2 separate regions of the Sus scrofa genome follow, and region 1 is linked to region 2. The links are chromatin contacts, called in public HiChIP or PLAC-seq maps. All regions are on one chromosome and are shown on one strand. Each heading gives the region's core, a stretch centred on a gene start, on an enhancer-like site or on the middle of the called end of the contact. The rest is flanking DNA. Distances are from core to core; before and after follow the strand shown. Region 1 overlaps PDCD4 (programmed cell death protein 4). Region 2 overlaps RBM20 (RNA-binding protein 20).

What was found. HiChIP or PLAC-seq counts read pairs in DNA pulled down with a chosen protein or histone mark.
Region 1: an H3K27ac HiChIP or PLAC-seq map of skeletal muscle shows a contact between it and region 2. The contact joins two enhancer-like sites. A contact is called at or near these places in 1 of 47 Hi-C or Micro-C datasets (skeletal muscle) and 1 of 2 datasets of contacts at active chromatin or transcription factors (skeletal muscle).

Annotation. Positions count from the first base shown.
Region 1 is chr14:121,291,631-121,296,604 of Sscrofa11.1, forward strand. All of the region lies in intron 1 of PDCD4 (programmed cell death protein 4), which reads left to right. Among named protein-coding and RNA genes, the nearest start is that of PDCD4, 22 kb to the left of the region's middle. Within about 2 kb of position 3,366, at least 44 of the 83 cell types and tissues checked have an H3K27ac peak or open chromatin away from gene starts, as enhancers often do. A contact at or near this core is called in skeletal muscle, where this site is marked.
Region 2 is chr14:121,100,427-121,105,350 of Sscrofa11.1, forward strand. All of the region lies in intron 1 of RBM20 (RNA-binding protein 20), which reads left to right. Among named protein-coding and RNA genes, the nearest start is that of RBM20, 44 kb to the left of the region's middle. Within about 2 kb of position 3,290, at least 7 of the 83 cell types and tissues checked have an H3K27ac peak or open chromatin away from gene starts, as enhancers often do. A contact at or near this core is called in skeletal muscle, where this site is marked.

The sequences.
Region 1 (4,974 bases), core at 2,116-4,615, 190 kb after region 2:
CAGACACACACACACACTTCTTGGGCAACTGAAGCCAAGTGCTGCTCACTGACACATCCTTTCCTCAACAGGCCAACTCCTTCCCAGAAGGCTGTGAGCTGAGCCAAGGCAAGCTGGCAGGGCAGCAAAGGCCCCAGGACACGCTGTCTGTTGAGCCAGGATCACTTTCCTGAGCTGGGTGCTGGCCTCCTGCCCCACGTGCCTCATTCTCACGTCTTTCATGCAGGGAGGTGGCTGAGTAAGAGGACACAGAGAAGGGGGCTGGGGGAATCTGGGTACTGAACACTCAAGACCAGGAACCAAGGGCAGGTTTTGACCCCTGCACATTTATGCAAATCCTGAACTATTTATTTCATTCAGGGAATAAAGCCCTTGTAAAAATGGTGGAAGCTGAGTCTTTCTCTTTTAAAAATTCCATAGTGTGTTTGCTCCAGGTGGTAAAGGACTAACAAAAGGCTCTGTGGCTCTGATCTGGCCCCTGCCCTAGTCAACGCCTTCCATAGCTTCCAACAGTCTAGGCCCATAAAGTCCTAACTATCTTTCAAGACCCTTCATGGACTGACCACAGCTTTATCTCTGTTCCAGCCTAGAATTGCCCTCTTTCTGTGCTCAGGCTTTACAGTCTTTTATCTGTACCCCTCCTAGTACACTTATCACTTTCCATGGCATATTATGCTTATTTTTATGGGTCTTATCACTCCTACTAGTCTAGTCTGTGAGCTCCTTAAGGGGAGGACCTTTGCTTATCTTTGTACCCCGAGTCCTAAAATGTACAGGGTGTTGTGCGGTGCTCAGGAAAAATTGTTGAATTAAACCGAAAACTCTTCCACAGGCTTTCACCTCGAGAGAGACAAGACATCGAATTCCCCACTGTTCCATGAGCAGGAAGGTCACCTTCAACCCAGCCTGAGAGACAGCATTTTAGACAGAAACCTCAGGGTCCTGTGAATCAGCCCTTCTCTTACTTTTCAGAGACAGGGAGTCTGAGACCCAAGCACTGGGCCAGGGACAGTGCATTGTTTGTTTCATTTAGAGCTGAGAGAGCAGCAGAAGCCACTTTCCCGAAATCAGACAGGGAGAAGGTGACAGAGCTGGGCTCTACATATGGATCTGCCTGACTCTAAAACTCAATTCTTGAGTTTCTGCCATGGCACAGTGGGTTAAGAGTCCAACTGCAGTGGCTTCAGCTCAGTGCAGCCACTCACTGGGTTAAGGATCCAGTGTTGCTGCAGCTGTGGCATAGTTTGCAGCTGTGGCTTGGATTCAATCCTTGGCCTGGGAACTTCCATATGGTGCAGGACGCAGCCATAAAAACAAAACAAAACAAAAAACAAAACTCATTTTCTGCTGGGAAAGGGGCCCCAGCCCCAGCCCTTGAAAATCCAGCAGTCCTGCTGGTTTCCCAGAAAAAGGCTTTGGCTGACCAAGGCCAGGGAGGGTTTAGGGACTGAGGCGGGCCACACCTGGCTCTGGTCCGGGCTGAGCTGTGTGATTGGGAAAGCTGTTTATGAGCTCTGCCTTTCCCAGGCCTGGCAGCTCAGCTATCCCAGATGGGTCTTTTCACAGAAGACCCGTCAGACAGGTATGAGAACATCACACAGAGCCTTTGTCCAGAGGGCACAGTGTTTTCCAGTGAGAAGTTTGCATTGGCCATGCTGATGGGAGCAAGGGAAGTAGAGGCCTCCAGCCTTCTGCCCGCAGGGCTCTGCTCCAAGAAGGCAAAGCCTGTAGCTCCCAAGAGGGAAGAGGGCAGAGGGGAGGAGAGGGAGCTTTGGCCAAGAGGAACTCAAGTAGAAACTTAGGAGAGAAGCAGTGTGGGTGGTATTGAGGGTCGTGGAGTAGGAACACCTCAAGGGCGCCAGTTGGGTTCTGTGTTGCCAGGCTACAGTAGGCAGTGGAAACAGCTCAGATTAATAGGTCCTTGGGTTCAAATCCTGCCCCTTACTGCTAGAAGGGCCTTGAGCAATTTTAAAAATCTTTCTGAGCCTCAATTTTTCTCATGGGCTCTGTGAGCACCATGGTGAGGATCAGACACCACAAAGCAGCCTCAGGCACACAGGAGTCACTCAGTAAATTGTGGAGTCTCTGAATTTTCTAAGCATCCCCTCGGTTCCCGGGTTTATGAACTAATAAAAGGATAGAGCTGTGGAGAACACCTGGGCAGTGGTGTCAAATGACTGTTGACAGAGAAAAGGAAACGAAATCACCATGAGTAGACCCACATTTAGAGGAACTCTGCCCCAGAAACAGTTGGGGGGACCACAGCCTGTTTCCAATTAGGGAGCAGCCGGTGGAAGAGCTGTGAAATTTAGAGTTGTTGATTTATAAATGCTTTCAGCTTAGCAGGAGTATGTGTGTGGTATGTAGGTGTGTGGTATGTGTACATGGTTTGTATAGGTGTGTGTGGTGTGTGTGTGTGTGTGTAGTGTGCATGTGTATGGTATATGTTATGGTGTATATATAGGTGTGTGTGTGGTGTGTATGTGTGTGGTATGTGTACATGGTTTGTATAGGTATGTGTGGTGTATATGTGTTGTGTGTACTGTGCATGGATATGGTATACGTTTATGGTGTGTATAGTTGTGCATGGTGTGTATGTATGTGGTATGTGTGTGTGTGTGGTGTGTGTGTGTGTTGTGTGTGTGGTGTGTGTGTTATTTCTATAGCAAGAGTTCATCTTCTTCCTGGAGATCTTATGTTTCCCTTTCAATACTGCTCAATAGCAAAGGAAGGTAACATGTTTATTGTGTTAATGCTTAATCTTTTAGTATATGTTTTCAGCTTAGGTCTCCCAAAGGCTCTCAGACAAGGAAAATGAGGCTCAGAGAGGCCACTTGTCTAAGCTCAGCCATTTGGTTAGGGGCAGAGGCCAGCCCCAGGCCCTGATTTGCCTGACAACAGTAGGTGTTGTTGACCTGAGTCCTGAAAGAAGAAACACCCAGATGCAAATCAAGTCAGGGTTTTGTTGCCCCGTCTGCTTATCATGCAGCCTTCTTGTGGTGTGTCACCTGAATACCTGTGCTCTGCTCTGGCTCTCAGACCCACAACTTCCTGCACAGCACCTCTGCACTCTGGTTTTATTTTTCTCAGCACTTCCTCTGCACTGTCCTCTCCCCAGTGAAGCAGGCTCAGTGAGAGCAGAAATAGCTCAGGGGCTGCTGGGCCTGGCCCCTGTGCTGAGGCAGAAATATCAACCCTGCCCCAGCGCATTGGGTCAGCGTGTTCCTGGGACAGCTGGAGAGTTCCTCTGCACGTTCTGCCTGGATCCAGCGTGCCTGGGCTCCCGGGAGGGCTCCGGCTTCCTGCCGTTCCTGGAGGCCCCTGCAAATTGCCACAGTTCCCCTCCTTGGCACGTTCTCAGCAAAGCCAGGCTTCAGCTGCAAGCGCTGAAGGCTGCTGGTTGCACTTTTATTCTCCTGAGCAACTCCCTGCAGATCCAGCCAATGACAAGCTGGCAGCTGCTGGGAGACACCAGGAAGTGACAGCCTCATGTTCAGAAAATTGAAATTGTATTTGTTCCTTTATTCTTTGACCAAACATTTATCAACAAGCACCCGCTCTCTGCCTGAGGCAGGAGCAGGGTTTTGGCCCCTCAGGAGCCCACATGAGTCTCTTGCACAGAGCACACAATTGGGTCATGTGTTTTATCCACTCTGCTTGGTTCTTCCAAGACCTAAGATGAAGATGTTTTCTCCCGGGATCACTTGAATTTACTTTTGCCTGTTGCCATGAACATCATTCGTACAGAACCGTTTTGAGATAATTTCCTCATCTGCATTTTCTTGGTGCATTCAGTGGTGTGGATTTTGCCCGCAGTTTCAGCCTGGAGCAGGCGCTTGTCACAGTCCTGCCAATGTGAAAATCAAGCTGAGCCTGGGAGACCAGCATGAAACCAGACAGACTGATCATAAGAGTGATGGAGAAAGACATGCTTCACTCTGCCCTGGCCAGGGCAAAACTTCCCACAGGAGGTGTATTTTATCCAAGTCTGAAGGATCAGTCAGAATTCAATAAGTAAAAATAATATCAACAGCAACCAAAGTATTATTATTAGTTAGGTACTTACAATATGTCAGGCATCCTGCTGAGAACTTGACAAACATTAATTTTTTGAACAGCAGCCCTAATGAAGTAGGTACTGTAATGATCCAGGTGATTTTACAGGTGAGGTAACTAAGGGTCACAGAAGATGAGGTAACTTGCTCAAAACTAGGAAACACAAGAGCCAGTATTCAAACTCAGCTCTGCTGTTAAGCTTTTTACTATGTCCAAAAATTAAAGGAGCATAAACAGGAATATGCTGAGAAATCTTGCTCCCATCCTGGGCCCATCTCCCCTCTGCCCTTATAGATGTAAACAGTTATATTCATTTCTTATGTATCCTTTCAGTATTCTTTATGCAAATGTAAATAAGTCAATAAATATTCTTATTTCTCCCTCTTTCTTATAAAATAAAGCAGCATATATTAACACTACTCTGTACTTAATGTAATCTTGGAGAATTTTCCACTGGAGCACATAGAGATTGTCCCTGTTCTTTTATATAGCTGTATAGTTCTCCATTTGTTGATCCCAACCTCTCCAAGACAAGGCAGTGTGCTCCCAGCTGGGAAGATGTGCATATGCTTTGCTAAACTGTTTAAATTTCATGGAGCACCAAGCCGTAAAGAGGTGATGAGATTGATTTTTTTTTTTTTTTGAATATTCCCTACATCAGGCAAGAAGCTGCTGCACAGCACAACCTGTCTGGACATGTGGCCCCACCTGGATATAAGGACACATACATTGCCATGGTGGTGGCTGGGGAAAGCCCTTCTGTAGAACAAGTTCCAACTTATCTCTGGCCCTGTTCCCTGCAGCCCAAGGCCTGGGCTTTTTATGGCCCTTCCCTATGTTATGCTTGCAAAATTTTTATAGAGTTTCCTGTGCCTCAGATGCGGAAAGCATATGCAGTCTTAACGTGTCACCCTGGGC
Region 2 (4,924 bases), core at 2,040-4,539:
ACCAAAAAATGTACATGTAACTGTAAAATCATAAATTGAGATAAATAATATGAAGGGATAGAAAGGAGTTCTTTCTAGCCAAAGTGGGAAAATAGAGCTATGGGAATACTAAAAAGTTTATTCATATTGAAAACATTTCCTATAGGGGCTACCTTGTGGAGCAATAGGTTAAGGATCCCATATTGTCACTGTAGCAGCTCGGGTCACTTCTGTGGCTTGGGTTCAGTCCCTGGCCCGAGATCCTCCACATGCTACAAGTGCAGCCAAAAAAAAGTTTCCCATAAAACTCTAAACAAAGAGCAAAGATTCAAAATGATTATGCAAAAAATGTGAGTGTCACAGTGTTTAAGTGCATCAAGTTGCTCTTCATTAGCCACGAAGGTGTCACTATATGGAATTCTGTTTCAAAACATGTTTGAGCCCATGACCATGCCGAGACTGTGAACGTGTAATTTGGTGCCTTTTAGTTAAAGCATCATCATACCTACTGCAATGTCACTGGAGAATGAACTCCCTGAGTCAGGGCTACCATGGAAAACTGATTGGGTGACTCCCCCTCATTATTTATTTCTGGTAAGATGCAGTTTGGTTATGGAATGCACCCTTAATCGTGCAAGGCTAGGGGAATGTGGGGGTCTACTCTCTATTTGCTGCCATCTCTCTCTCTCTCTCTCTCTTTTTTTGTTTGAACCCATGGCATTTCTAAGTTCCCAGACCAGGGATCAAACCCGAGCCACAGCTGTAACCAGAGCCACAGCAATGACAAGGCCAGATCCCTAACCCACTGAGCCACAAGGGAACTCCCGCCATCTCCTTTGGTCAAGGAGCTTGGCTTCCCTAAGACTAGGAGGGTTGGAATATGAAGGGGTTGAGCTTGATGACCTTAAAGAGTTTCTCCAGGTTCAAATTTTATTTTAGAAGAAACGGGCAGAAGGAGAATGCTTGGGGCAGAATCACTTCATAGTTAATCAAGACGTGACATTTTCATGGTCCTATGCAGTAGAGGGAGCCCTGGACCAGAAGTCTGAATGCTTCAGGCTCAACAATACCAGCAACTCCTGGAATGAGTAGTGCATGCTCATCCAGGCCCAGAGCACAGATGAGCTCAGGGTTGGCTACAGACCACGTCCAGAGACAAGAGCCATGGGAATACTAAAGTGGGTAAGCATGCGGGCTCCGGGTTCAAATCCAGAACACTGCACTAATGTGGACTTGGGTGGGAAACTTGGCCTTCTTGAGCCTGATTTTCACATCAATGAAATGCACCTTCCATTTCTCATCTGTAAACACTCTTTTCTTTCTTATAAATGTTTCTTTCCATAAATGCCAATTATTGCTGTCATTTTTCTTATTAATAATGATTACATCTTCAGTTATTGTGGTTCTTCAGTGGGGCACACCACATCACCCCCATTTGTCTTGGTGTCCTGCCCGTGGTGCCTGCCCCATGGGGTTATTTGGAAAGTCAGATGAGATTGAACATGCTTTGTGAACCTGCACATCCCCTCTGAGGCCAGGCTGGGGAGGTAAAAGCAGCAGGCTGGAGGTGTGGCAGGTCTGTCTGTCTGCAGCGTGGCTGTTTTCTGAGGGAGGGCTTGGCTGAGGCTGGCTGGTAGGCAGGTCTGTCTTCCTCCTCCCTGACAGACTGGGGCACATGCAGACACACTTCCCATCCAGACAGACAGGCCCAGCCCGCAGATGGCCACCGAGCCATTCACTTGGTGATTGTCATTCACAGCTCCTGCGTCTCCTGCCAGGGGCAGTCGGAGGGCACCTCCGTCTCAGTTTCATCCCTGGACTGCCCCTGCCCCTCTAGCCTCTTGCCTGAAGGTTCCAGAGAAGGGCATAGTAGGACGCACTGTTTTTAAATGACTTTAAAAACAATTTCATAGGCTGGATAGCAACAATACAATCCAGACACTGTGAGTGGTGGTGGCATTGGAGCCGGGCACCTGTTGTCACGCAGGCTATCTGGGGGAGAGCAATTAGTATCTTTGGCGAAACCACTGGAATGTTCCTGGTGGGGGCGGAAGCTGGGGAGTGGGTGGTGGGTTTGCTTCTGGGGTGTGTTGCCTCCTTCCGAGCAGATGGGGCTGAAAGAATTTCCAGAGGGAGGAGGGAGGGCACCGCCTGGGGAAGGCCCAGAAGGCTGTTTTCCTGTCCAGATGGCCCATTCATAAAATGCCTCTTCTTCCTTCGCCACATGGCACTGCCGCGGCCTGGTTTTCCCCACCTCTGGGTTCATTTCTCTCAAGGCGGGGGAAGAGGAACCCTGTCAGCTAAAGAGACGCTGGAAGCCTCACTCTCCCAGCTCCATTGGTTCACTCTCAGCGGGCGTGCGTGAGAGGTGACCTCCCCCTGCTGGGTCAAGGGCCTGGCCAGCTCCAGGACTGACACACGGTGCACCAGCCCAGGCTCCGAGACCCTGTCCCATGGTGCTTATCACAGCGACAGCTCACCCGGGACCTGGGGGTGGTGGGTGCTGCTTAGGGGTGACCTGATGGACCTCGCCTGGTTTGTCTGCACCTTCCCCTTTGTCCAGCTTAGTCCACCCACGCGGGGGCTGATCAGTAAGCGTGGGGAGATACAGGTGGTTCTTGAGGGTCCGTTTGTCCATCGGCTCCTTGCAGGCAAGAGCTGCACCTACCCTTTGCCTTCTTGTTCCTCCAGCATGCTCCCCCGAGCCCTGCCCCTGCACGCCTTGACTTTTTTCTTCTTTCCACATCTTTCTTGTCCTCTCTGTCTCTGATTCTCTCTCTATTATGGTATAGTTATAGATGTGACTGGTTAAAATTCATGAAAAGCCCTGACTTCGTGGTCTGTTTCTGTCCGGGGACAGTTGCTTGATGAGAGAGAAGCAGAGGTATCTACCTTCATGCTCCTGGCTGACCCTGTCAGGATAAGCCCTTGAGTAAATGAAGAAGGGACACCTCTGCCGAAGGCATTTCACTCCCCTGTCAGGGCTGCTCAGGGAGCGGCGACAGAACTGGCCCTGCAGCCTAGGAACACACTGTCTCCCTCTGCTGTCTGACCAGTGTCCTCTGCAGTGGGGTCTGCGCCGAACCTCCTCGGGGGACTCTTCCTGACAGTCTGCCTGTCCAGCTACCGCTTGGGCTTTGACAGACGGCCTGGGAGAGGTTTGGACGTCTAAGTTCATCCTTTTATTAAGTGCTTTTTATTTAAGTATAGAAATCCTCAAGCTGTATTTTTGAAGTCAGTCTTGGTTAAAGCAGGTGACACTCTCTGCTAATCCTTCTCTGCCTTCCCACTACTGGCATGAAGTATCAGTGACATTGGAATTATTTTCAGAGTTGCCTTTAAGCCCCATAAAGACAAACTTTGGAAGGTGATGCTGGCCTAGAGACAGTTGCTGCTGCTCCCTCAGCCTCAGACCAGGCTGAGGAGTTCATCACAGTTCTTTCTTAACTTGTTATCTTGAAATAATTTTAGACTTACAGACAATTTGCAAAAATAGCAAATAGCACAGAGAATTCCTGTGTACTTTTCACCCAGCTTCCTCTAGTGTTAATTTCTTACATAAGCACAATTTATCAAAACTGAGAAAGGAATATTGGCAATTTGAAACCAAATTATAGGTTTTTTTTTTTTTTTATTTCAGCAACCTTTCCATGAATGTTCCTTTCTTTTCTTTTTTGTCTTTTTTTTTTTTTTAAAGGCCACAGCTGGGACCTACACCACAGCTCAGGCAACACCAGATCCTTAACCCACTGAGTGAGGCCAGGGATCAAACCTGCATCCTCATGGGTACCAGTCATATTCATTTCTGCTGAGCCACGATGGGAACTCCTCTATGAACATTATTTTCTATTCCAGGATACCATTTTTAGGGTCCCACGTGGCATTTAGTTGTGATGTCTCTGTAATCTACTCCAGTGTGTGACATCCTTACTCAGGCCTTGCCTTTCATGACATCAACATTTTTTCTTTTTGTCCACACCTACAGCTTGCAGAAATTGCTGGGCCAGGGATCGAACCCAAACCACAGCAGTGACCTGAGCCGCAGGAATGGCCATGCTGAATCCTTAACCTGCTGAGTTCCATGGCATCGCCATAATGACCTCAACACTTTTGGAGTGTCAGTTATTTTTTAAAACCAAGGATCAGCCAACATTTTCTGTCAAGGATCAGATAGTAAATGGTTTTGGCTTTGTAGGTAGTATCGTCTCTGTTGTAAATCCTCAGCTTTACAGTTGTAACCCCAAAGCAGCCTTAGAGAATATGTACATGAATGACCTTGACTGTGGTCCGGTGTAACTTCATTTATAAAAATAGGCAAAAGTCTAGATTTGCCCTCAGGTTGAAGTTTACTTGAGTTTGATGTGTTATCATGATCAGATTGAGATTGTGCATTTTTAGGAGTTCCCATCGAGGCTCACTGGGTTAAGGACTTGACGTAGTCTTCATGAGGATGTGTGTTTGATCCCTGGCCTCGCTCAGTGGGTTAAGGATCTGGCATTGCCACAAGCTGCAGCATAGGTCACAGGTGTGGCTCGGATCCAGTATTGCTGTGGCTGTGACGGAGAGCTCAGATGTAGCTCCTATTTTGATCCCTAGCCTGGGAACTTCCATATGGTGCAGATGTGACCCTAAAAAGACACACACACACACACACACAATATGAATATGTTGAGTCACCTTTCTAAAATAGGAGAAGCTCTGTGTTCCCGTTTTGCCATGGCGGAAATAAAATTGGAGAAACTCCTTATTTTTCCCTGTTAAAAATTTTTATTCCTTTAGTAACTATATGAAAGATTAGGTGAATGGCGGTGAGGGTGGCTCTTCCATTTTTGTTGGTCCTATAGATGATTTCAGAAAATATTATTTACTTGGTGCTCTTTGGTCACTGATGATGGAAGGAAGAAAGAAAAATCAAGGCATATCCTGTGACTAGGAACAGGGTTCT